2 separate regions of the Rattus norvegicus genome follow, and region 1 is linked to region 2. Evidence: chromatin contacts called from public Hi-C data. All regions are on one chromosome and are shown on one strand. Each heading gives the region's core, a stretch centred on a gene start, on an enhancer-like site or on the middle of the called end of the contact. The rest is flanking DNA. Distances are from core to core; before and after follow the strand shown.

Region 1 (5,526 bases), core at 1,158-3,657, 210 kb after region 2:
GTAAATGTCCTTCGAATCAGCAAGCCGGCCTCGCAGTTCAAAATCCCTAGCAAGCTGTATGATGTTTTTTGAGCACTGAAAGTCTCAGCTGCCAAGTGCAGGCACCAGGCCCGGCTCCTGTGTGGGCTAAGAGACCTAGTGGACAGCTGTGCTCAGCTGGAACTGCATCAGGGATCCAGGAACACCCGGCGACCCTTGAAGACGCGAGAAGAGGGCAGCCTAGGGGCGGACTTTGTTCACAAGACCTGGGCGGAGGTTGTCGCCTTGATTGACTCCAGTATCCACGTCCTCCCACCCCAAAACCCCCAGCCCAAGCCACACACACAGCCTCATCTGAGCCCTGCGCCTAGGTCTGAATCTTGGTGAAGAGAAAGGTAAACGCTGGAATGAGGGTTTGTTAATTAACTGATCGTTCTCCATTAATTCGTCCCTAGAGAATGAAAGACAGTCAATCCGCTCTGAGCCGAGAGCACTGAGCCGTTTCACAGACTAAAATCAAAGCATGAGGCCGAGCCCCCCTCCCCCCACCCGGTGCCTGCCAATGAGAAGCTGGGGAGAGGTAGGTGCGAACTAGCCTCAGATCCTAGCCTGCGAGGCTACCCTAGCGTTTCCCCGGATCTGGACTCTAGAGGCCTTCCGTCAAGGATGCCGCTCTGCCTCAGCCTCTGACCGCCCAGAATTTCTGGCATAGCTAAGTCCTTTGCTGTACAATTCTCAAGTGACCCCAGGAATCTGGTGTGGCCTCAGTTCAGACAGGGGACCTAGACTGACTGAATGCCATCCTTTAGCCTCCAGGTTCCATTAGGTAGCACTCTTTGTAGTGTTGGCTTCATCACCCCTGAGGGCAGCTGACCTTGCTGCTCTCCCTTCGGCCGCACCTTCAGAACCATCCACAGCACCCTCTTGAAGTCATCTCTCCTCACATCGTAGCAGGACACACTGATACGATAGGTCCTGTAGCAAGATGGTTGTCTAGTACTGGAAACCTAATCTATCTATCCTGTGCAAGGCCCACTGGCCTCCAGATAAGAGAACTGAGCCAGGGATTTGGGCGGGGTGGGGGGGTTGACTGCTTGGGCGAATGAAGACCAAGTCCTAGAACCTGCACAACAAAGGCACGAATTGGGTGCTGAGCAAGTGCTCGTGGGACGGAGAAGGTCATCATAGGGCTACTATCTACACACCTACGTCCAGATGGCTAGCTCTGTTATTCTGGGCTCCAGGCATGTGGCCCTTTCCTAGACTGTGTGGAAAATGGGAGGCTGCAGTGGACATGAAACCAGAGCACACAGGATGTCCTGAGACACCGCAGAGCACTGCCTCTTTCTTTTCTTTTTCTTTTCTTTTTTCCCTTTTTGGTCTGTTTAACATAAAGGAGTGAGAAGGATTGGGACTGAGCCTGCAGGGGGAGGAGGGCATGCTAACTCCAGAAGCTCAGAGCCATCCCGTTCTCCCGTAAAAGTCACAGCCTATTTTGGAGCCTCCAAAGAAAACCCAACCCTGCTCATTGATTTCTTTCTTTCTTAAGAGAAGTCGGTCTCTGAGCCTTGAAATGGTTGACTAGCAGGCCTCAGTGATGGAGCTTAGGACTGACCCGCCTGATGCTTTGGTGTGGCAACTGCAGGAACTTAGTGCCTGCTCCGCAGGACCAGCCATTGCAGCTTTGCTGGCTGCTACACCAAAGAGCAAATCAGCGTCTTTTCTCAACCCCCTAACAAGAGCCTGCTGAAATCCTTTACTCTTTAGTGGAAGAGAGGTTCTCCATTTGCCTCTCTGTGCTCCGAGTTCCACTGCAGCTTCTCTGGAGGGTCAAAAATCTTTCTGCACGTGGCAGTGTGTTTGGGGAGGCGCCTTCTGGTGTATAAATTACAAGCGCTGGTGAAAGACTGGAGGAAATTCTCACCAAATTAACTACCTTTTAAAAATCAATATATGTTGCCTCAACGTAATGCTTGCTGCTGCTCATTAAAACGCAGCGTGACCAGGCGCACACCGTTTCTGGTCCCGAGTGGGGTGGGGAAACCAAGCTGGGTGCCCCGCCTCTGACGTGGGCGTCTATCAAGACAGGAGGAGATTAGACTCCAATTAAATATTCCAGAAGGCTTCGGCCCTTCGGCAGTAGCTGGCAGCAAGGAAAGAGACTGCAAGAGACACCCACCAGTGAATGTGACTGTAGCACTGTGCACCCAGGAGGTGGTGACCGCTCGGGTCCTCAGCCCAGGCAAGGCTGTGTGCTGAGCAAGCCGACCCTGTGGGAGGTGAAGAGACCTCCAGAGCCCTGCAGGAAGACAGCCTGCCCTGCGGCACCCCGGACTTCGCCCCCTTGTGGTCGGGTATTTACTCCTCTGTGCTAGAGGAAGATCTAAGCTGAGGGCGGATGGGGGGGGGCATCCTACCTGGAAGTGGCCCTGAGAAAGTCTTGCCCAACCCAACCTGGGCCATGTTTGCTGTGAGTGGCCTTGTGGCCTGGTTGATTGATAACTGGCTCTGCATACGTCCATTTGCTTTTGTGTTAATATTTATCCCGACCGGTGACATTTCAAGTGTCCCGTGCTGCCCCTGCAGCGACAGCCAGGCAGGAATGCTAGGCTGGGTCTTAGGAACAGCATTTGTTCAACTCCTGAAGAATTCTGGGTGGAGAGGGAGAAAGAGGCCAGGACTGGGCACAAGAGATGCCAAGGCTGGAAAGGCTCCTGGGTTACAGAGTGGGAGGAGAAGGTGGTGCCATCACACAGATTTCCTGGCTCCCTGAGCTGTGGCTCTCCCGAGGTGCAGCTGCTACTAGCCCGCTGCAGCTTGAACAAAGGGCCCGTAGGGCGCGACCGACCGTGTCCGCCTTGGAGGCTGGGGTCAAGGCCTAGAATGGCTTTCTCCCAGCGAGGCTAAGGGATAACCCGTTATCAGGAGGCAGCCGAGAGTCCCAAAGCCTCCAGGGATGAATGGTAGAGTGAATTAGGATAGTTGGAACACACACACACACACACACACACACACACACACACACACCAGATATGAAGTCAAAAGGACTTGGGACAGTCACCAGAAGGCTCTGAAAGGCATCTTTCCTCACAGAATCTATCTCTCCCCTCCGTGGGTTAATAGTTGGCTTTGTGTATTTTTCGTTGGTGAACCCATAAGGAGAGGAGGTGCAGGAGTTTGAGTGTGCCTGTGGTGATAATTAACGATAGTAGTTTTTGTAGCCAGCTAAGCCTGCTTAGACCTGGTGGCTGTGAGAGAACACCCACCAAAAACAAACCCCATGGCATGTTCAGAAGCTGCCTGCCTATCCTGTCTTCCCCAATTCTGAGTGCTATCCCCATATGCCCAGGAGCTGGGGTACTGCGGTCATTCCAGACCCAGCTGCTTACAACTGACACAGACGATATAACGGACAGTACCGCTGTGTCGTAGCAGCGAAGCCATCCAAAACCTATAACGTGACTATCTTTGAAGCTTTCTGCCTGTGCAAGCCAGACAGAGGCGAGAAGAACTGGCTTTGCTCCCGGATGAGCAGAGGACGCTGCTCACGACCCCTAGTGGCCGCCTAGCGAGGGAACAGGAGATAGATGTTGGGCTGGCTGAGGCTTTGTTTTTAGAGCATCCTTGTCCTAAAATTTTCTAAGCAGTGTTTTGATAGGAAGAGGCTGTGGAGGAGGAAGAGGATGCCTAAGAAAAACTCCATCGAGGGAGATGGGATTCCTTCCCTACCAATTACAGCCTGAATTCTAACCTATCCAACCCCTAATCCCAACCTACCTAGAAAAGGTAAATATTTCAATTCCATGCACGAGTTACGCTGACATTTTACCTGAAAGGGGCGATAAGTGCAGAGGTGACCCTGGCGATCTGAACTCGGAGGCTGGGACCAAAATAGTCTGCACAGATTAACAGTTCCTTTGTTTTGCTTGCTTCCCAGCAAACTGGTCTGAGTGAGTCAGAGGGCACCCCTCAGGCCTTAAGCTTAGAAGCCTTTGTTTTTCCCTCCCATGGGGTGAGTGAAAGGGCTGTCAGACCCTGCAGGCTTGGAACCCTGGCCCAGAGTCAGGACCCTGGACAGAGCCCCGCTGCCTCGTAGCCTAATCCTGTACTCTGTCCCCAAAAGGCAGCTAAGACGCCAGAGAATCTCATGCTATAGCAAAGAAACACTAATAGCGAATATTCCGAAATTTAGGAGAGCCGGAGGCCCCTCCTGGAATAAACACTGTCTCTGTCGGGTCGTCGAAAAGATCAAAACCGTCCTCGAAGATCAGGTGTTGATTGGTTTGTTCCTACGTGGCACGGCACGTGCACACCAGCATATAAAATCGGACTTTGCGTCCCGGTGGGTGTGACAGGAGTTGGATCATTAAGCTAAAACGTTCAATTCAGTCCCTTTGATCCGTGCTGGGGAAAATCTATAGTCATCTCTAATCTACGAGGTCTTTAAGGAGGTTGTTACACTAGCTGTTTGATGTCGTCATCTCCCACATCCGTGGCAAATTCAGCTAATCAAACACGCTGGTCCCCAAAGTTCTCTCAAACAACAGTTCTTATATACCGGTAAAATCCATTCTTGGTTTTCTTGTAAAGAAAAGGAAATATTCAACTCTAATGGCTGTGGGTAATTTAGAAGGAGGTCCCCAGGCATCTCACTCCTCAGCTTCCATAGTTAGTGTCGGCCATGCCCTTGAAGCGGTAATGCCCAGTGTTCTCAGTAAACTGCATACACTGGAGTATTTAGCCACACGTTCATTTTTGTAACTCAACCCCAGTGGCTGGAAAGTGAAATCACCAGCTTCATTTCAGAGCCCACTTAAATACTAAGATTTCCACAGTTTGATAAAATGGAATGGCCCCCAATGTGAGGAAGCTACAGAAAGAGGATCTCATGAAGCTGTGCTTGCTATAGCATCCGTTTCTAATATATACAAAAGTATATATGCATCAGCCCATATGCATCGCCAATCATTCTCTGTGTGTGGACATTTGAACAGGACGAGTGTGCACCCTTAGAAGAGAGCCACGTTATTCCTACATGGAAAACGCAGCCTCACAGTCTGATAAGAAGGAACATCTTACTTCTAATGTAGATGAGTTTGGTATACAATCATACATTCATATACCACCCATTTTACAGGCTTTTATTTAAAAAAAAAACAAGCATATTCACTCTGATAAAGCTTACTTTCTTCCCGAGGTGACAGATGACAGGGTGACACTCTGACTATTTGATACAAATAAACAATTATTTATCAGGGTCTCACTGTTCTGTTATCTACAGACCTTTCTTCCCAAAGATGTTACAATGGAACAAACAGCTTCTAAAACATTTTCTGTCCTTTTAATGTGCTGATTTAATATGACAACAGCAGAGCAGAGCCCAACCCTAGAGGACAATTTGTCAGGCTTGCCATATGGATGAATAAGAGGAGAATTTAAGTCGTTTGCTTACATTGTCTTTATTCCATGCTGTGGTGGACGCTCCCATTTAATTCTCCCTGTCTATCCAATGGCTCATAAGTCGTACTACACATGGAAATCGCTTAA
Region 2 (5,501 bases), core at 2,956-5,455:
CCCACCGCTACCAAGGCAGCAGTAACCTCCCCAGACTGCCAGGATGTCCTGACCTAAATGCCCTTCAGACAGAAGGCGCTTTTCTGAAATATACAGCAGCCTGCTGTAACCACCATAGGCAGCCATAGGTTAAGTCTATGAAAGCAAGGGTTAACATCCCGTGCTAGTCAGAAAGCACTGCCTGCATTATGTTAAACCCCCTTCATGGAAAAGAAGAGCTCTAACCCTTGTGCAGAAAATCCCTACCCTTCCGATCGATGTGCCTTACCGCCAGGGCATCTAGTAATTTCTGATCCCATCACCTGTAGCCTTCACTTCAATGACAGGGCACAGCAGGCCAGAGGCAGACAGCAGCCAGACTCCAAATAGCCAGGCATCAGCACTGCCAGGAGATGTGAGTGTTGAGGGTGGGGGTGTACACAGCCAAGGGGAGGTTGCCAGGGTCACACTAGGACTGCTTTAAGCCTTGGCCAGGTCCTCCATCATAGACTCAGAGTTCAAAGGACTATTAGGTCATAGGTCACGAATCTCATCTCAAGGTGATGGTCACCTCTGGCCCTTCAGCAGACAGCAGGCCCAGTGTGCATCCATCTTGGAGCAGCTTCACCCATTCCACAGCCCAGTGGGCGTTCTTATTGATTCAATAATGGGTGCCTGCCTATGGAGGACGCTTAAAGAGACTGCACCCCACAGCCTTGCATGTGAATTCTCCTCTCCTCCTCGCTCCTGTTAATGCAAGGCATGTTCCAGGTCTGGAGTGCATCTGAAATTAGAGCCTGTGGGGACCCTCTATTACTGGCTGTGACTGCACCAGCTTCTGAGGTCTGCTAGCCTTTTTCTTTTCCTCATTCCTCACTTTCTCACAGCTCAGAGAACCAGCCTGGCTCACTATTGCTTTTCCCAGGACTTCCCTCCTCCCACCCATCTCTGTTAGACCCACTATGGAACCCACAGAGGAGCAACGACAATCCCCCTAGTGTCTTTTGCTGTCACATCTCAATGTGGAAAAAGACCATATTCTCCCGAACCTTAAGGAACCTCACCTTCCCGATTAGAATAAGCCATAGTTGGTTGCTTTGGGTCATTTATCTAATTTTGTGCAAGTATCTATTCTTGAAAGGGGTGGTGTGTTTTTCAGCACACACAGAACAAGCACTCTATGTGATCCTCTGAGCTTTTCCATCTTCAGAGCCACCACCAAAGGACATTCCTTCTTTGACATGAGAGACAGAGGCACAAAACCCTTAGAAACAGCCACACAGCCACTGGGTATGAGCTACATTAATAAAAGCCACCCGAAGGGCAGTTGGCTTGCCTATGAGCAGACCTCAGTCATCAACAGGGATCTCAGCAGGAGTCATTTCCAGGCCATCTCTGGTGGGATCCACAAGTCACACAGTTGTATCCAATGGGCCCTCACTACCTTGAGAGTTTTCAGAGAAAGGAATCATGTTCCCCCTTCTAGAAATCTGACAGAGCTTTGATGCCACAAAGAAAGCATTGCATTGATCCAGACATGGAGTACCCAGGTCACATTTTCTTCAAAACTGTATTTCCCAATATTATGTTGTGGGATGGAGAGATGGCTCATCAAACAAGGCAATTTGCTACTTAATAATTAAGACCAGAGTTTGTATCTTAACACCATGTTTGGTGGCTCACCTGTAACTCTACCTCCAAGGGCTCTAACAACCTCTTCTGACCACCATGGCCCCTGCACTCAGTTGCACAAACATGTGCGCACACACACACACACACACACACACACACACACACTCATAAATACACTAAATTTTATTTTATAATGTTGTGTTGCTTGAAATATACTAACTATTCTTCTGCTTGGAGAGACCTAGTCAAGAGATCATTGCCCAGAGCAACTAAAACAGATCCCATTTCATCCTGCCCTCTTATGTTTGTGTCATGAGTAAATCTCTTACCCACTTTGAGTCAGTTCCTCTCATTGCATAAGATGAAGATCCAATTTCATTCTTCTGTGTGTAGATGTCCACTTTCCTTAACACTACCTGCTAAAGATGCTGTCCGTTCTCATTGTGTGCCCCAGCCCTTTGTCAAAACTCAAACTAACCATACATGTTTGAGTTTATTTATAAGTTTCTCTTCTGTTCAGCTGGTTAGTAGTGTATCTGGTTTTTACCAACACCATATTATCTTGTTTACAACAAGTTTATAATATATTTTGCTATCTGGAAGCATAATTGTTTTGAATATTTGGGCATTTTATCATTTCATGTAAATTTCTATTTCATCATTGAAATTTTGAGATACTAGGGATCGTATTGAATTTGTAGCTCACTTTGGTAGTGTGTACACTCTTTTATTAATCTGTTCAATCCATAAATAGAGAACATATTTCAATTTATTGTCTTCTTCCTTTTCTTTCACCAATGTTGTGCAGTTAGGTCTGAAGAAAATATTTTTAATAGCCCATTGTGCTGCACAATGCCCACAGTTAATGAGACTGTGATAAAGACTAAATACTTTCATTTTATGGCCTAGAGATTGAATCCTAAGCCTTGTGTGTACTAAACAAGAACTGTCCCACTGAGCTCCATCTCCAGACCAAGAATATATTTATTCTTATAATAATGTTGTTATCACAAAAACTGTCAAGCTATGAAGGTGATAGATATGATAATTATTCCAGTCAAGTGTTTCTTGATGAATATGTAGATCAAAACAGCACATGCATCAGATAAGTGGACATAATTATTACCTTTCAGTTAAATACAATAAAAATAAATTTTAAAAACCACTTCAAATTCATGAACCATGAAGAGTAATGTTGTAAGGTGGCTGAATGGACAAGACACCTGGCATTGCTCAGTTCCTTCTCTGACTTCTCTTTCAGGAGTAATAATTATTTTATTTCTCTGGCCATTCAAACTTGCTGTCCTGTGGTGCCAATGGAGACATTGCAGTCCTTTATGGCAGCACAGCTCCACCAGCTGATAGTAAGCTGCTCTTCTGAGAGAGTTCTGGCCAATGGCACAGGCCACCATAAGGGTGTAATAGGAGTCCAGGCTGGCAAGCCTATTGACCTGCAGGCATGTGGGAGCTGGGCCACAAGAGAAAACATGACTGAACAGTACATCCAGATGTTCTACCAGGAGTAAAGTTTGGAGCTAGGCACGCTTCACCGAGGTTAAATCAATACTAGACATCATTTGCTCCCTGTGCACCTTTATGACGATGAGCCTGCTCCAGGCATCTCATGACTACATCATCCAAAAGTGGCCCAAAGTCTAAGGTACCACCCTCTTCACCAGAAAGCAAACGTCAATGTTTTCCATGAATTAGAGTCCAAATGCCAAACTTGAGAGGAAGCACTTGAATTAATTTGTTAGTTAAGCAGTGTTGACCTGTTCCCCACATATGCTAAGCAAAGAGCACGGGCTCTGGGCAGCTTCCAATCCACTAAATCAAAACCAAGTGTTACGCAGCATGTGTCCCATTCAGGATCTGGTGCTGTTCCTTCCATGTTGTGTTTCATTTCCCAACACCACTACCTGGAAAAAGAAAGCAGGACATAACTGGTCAAAGGCTGTCAGACTGCAGCAAAAACTTGATAAGACCAATGGAGTTCTGCCCTTCTTCGGAACAGCAAAGTGTCCTGGGTGTGGGGGTCATGGATAGAGTAAGTAAAGGATACAGCAGATTCACAAAGCTGGAAGAATATGTTAGACTTCGGGTTGGTCTGTATCACAACATGCTATTCCCTCATGCCCAGAAGAGGTTAACCACTAGACCGAGTCTTGGTGCTTCCCCAGAGTCCTTACACCAGTTTAAGTTTTGTTTGACCTGATCTGAGTTGGTTGTTTTGCTAGGGTCTGCAGTGGTTTGATTTGGTTCAGTTTAATTGGTTCAGTTGTGCTGATTTGGTTTACTTTGGTTTGATCAGGTCTGATTTGGTTTGGTTTAGTTGATCTGTTTTTTGCCTTTGGGCAAGTTGTAACCTTGAACAGAGTGCAGCAAAGGAACACAGGTGGACTGGATTTTCTTTGCTGGTAATTATTGTACAACAAACAAAGCCAGTGTGGAACTCAATGGTTGGAACTTCCCTTAAGGCTCAGGGAACAACCACTGAAGCTTCCAGAATCTGGTCCAGCTGAGTTAGGCAGACTGTGGTCAGTCTTGCGGCTCTGAGCTGTTGCAATGAGCAGGGTGTCAATTAATGGACCAGTTTCAATGCTGACTTCAATGTTGCAACTCAAGCCTGTCACTTACCTGTTTCAGGATCTAATCATTATAAAACACAAGTGAGCTACCTTCAAAAGACCATATCCACAAATATGAAGCAACTTGGTTAGAGATTTTTACATCAGCTGGTCAGTTTAACTACCTAGAACTTGTCCAATGATTAATCCATGTGCTAGGAAAGCAAGATGGGGAACTTTTCACAGAAAGAGAAGAAACCAGGTAGAGCAGGGAGATAGGGAACACAGGAAGGACAGTGGGTGAGAAGAATGCTTGCTAAGAGAACACAGTCTATGTAAGAAAATATCATGGCGAAATCCATTACTCTATGCTAACCTAAGGTATTAACTAAAAGAAACTTCACCAAGAGTTCCTAAACATATATAGTTCATATGAATATCCTGATACACCAGGAGTTTAGGTAGATTTTTATGAAGAAAATAGTGCTTCATTCTTCCAAATAGATGCAAACCTGACAAAAGAAGAATAGTGAAACTGGGTGTAGGACATCCTTCTCTGACCACAAACACCTTTTATCCAGAACTCTGGGGCCCAAGGACTTGCCAGGTCCTTGGACACTGGCAAGATTTCACCTTCAGTTGGTCCACAGAAGTGCGTGAGTCCCTCCAAATGGGAGTACTCAGCACAATAAGAGGGTTTTTTGTGTGCTGAGAATGTGGAAGGAAAGAAAGAGACATGGGTGGAGGGTTTACAGAGTGATTGACATCTCTCTGTCTCTCCATGTGATCCTTGGCTGGAAAATGCCCTCCTGTGCCTGGAAAGCAGGAAGCAGAGCCTTGGAGTGCACGGCTGAGCTCCATTTGCAATGAAGCTCATGTAGAGCTTGTAAATCTCTGTTGGTTAGGGAGAGAAGGAGAAATACTGACTCAGTCACAGGAAACAGATTAAATAAAATTTCCTCCCAGAGAGATGAGGCCAGTTAGCGCTTTCCATTTTGTTCTCCGTTACTTGTGTTTAATATCCAATTCGCTGTATTTCTCTGCGTCCAAGGAGGACCCAAGAGCTGGGAAGGAGCAGCTCAGAGGCAATGCGTCGCCCAGTAGCTGTTCGGCTGTCATTAGCTCCCATGCTCAGCTCCTGGATAGGGCATCTGGACCCAGCGGCTGACCCCACACACATGTTCATTTGAGCAGGGGTAACTGGACTTAGTGGGTATATTTTTATTAGGACATTAAATTGGGAGGAATTGGAAGGTATATAGGGAGCTGGAGAAAGAGGAGTGGATGATAGATATGGCCAAGATAGGCTGTAGAGTATATGAA

The links. A called contact is a pair of places that touch in the nucleus more often than the background predicts.
Region 1: a contact with region 2 is called in a Hi-C map of liver, with 6 times the contacts expected there. The contact joins two enhancer-like sites. A contact is called at or near these places in 5 of 12 Hi-C or Micro-C datasets (the A7r5 cell line, hepatocytes, kidney and 1 more).

Annotation. Positions count from the first base shown.
Region 1 is chr8:84,482,399-84,487,924 of GRCr8, forward strand. The region is part of intron 1 of Onecut1 (one cut homeobox 1); the gene reads left to right. Among named protein-coding and RNA genes, the nearest start is that of Onecut1, 4.9 kb to the left of the region's middle. Within about 2 kb of position 2,408, at least 4 of the 93 cell types and tissues checked have an H3K27ac peak or open chromatin away from gene starts, as enhancers often do. A contact at or near this core is called in hepatocytes and liver, where this site is marked.
Region 2 is chr8:84,270,791-84,276,291 of GRCr8, forward strand. LOC134479979 (a long non-coding RNA gene) reads right to left here and starts at 401. Exons shown (of 3, transcript XR_010054054.1): 1 at 269-401. Within about 2 kb of position 4,206, at least 2 of the 93 cell types and tissues checked have an H3K27ac peak or open chromatin away from gene starts, as enhancers often do. A contact at or near this core is called in hepatocytes and liver, where this site is marked.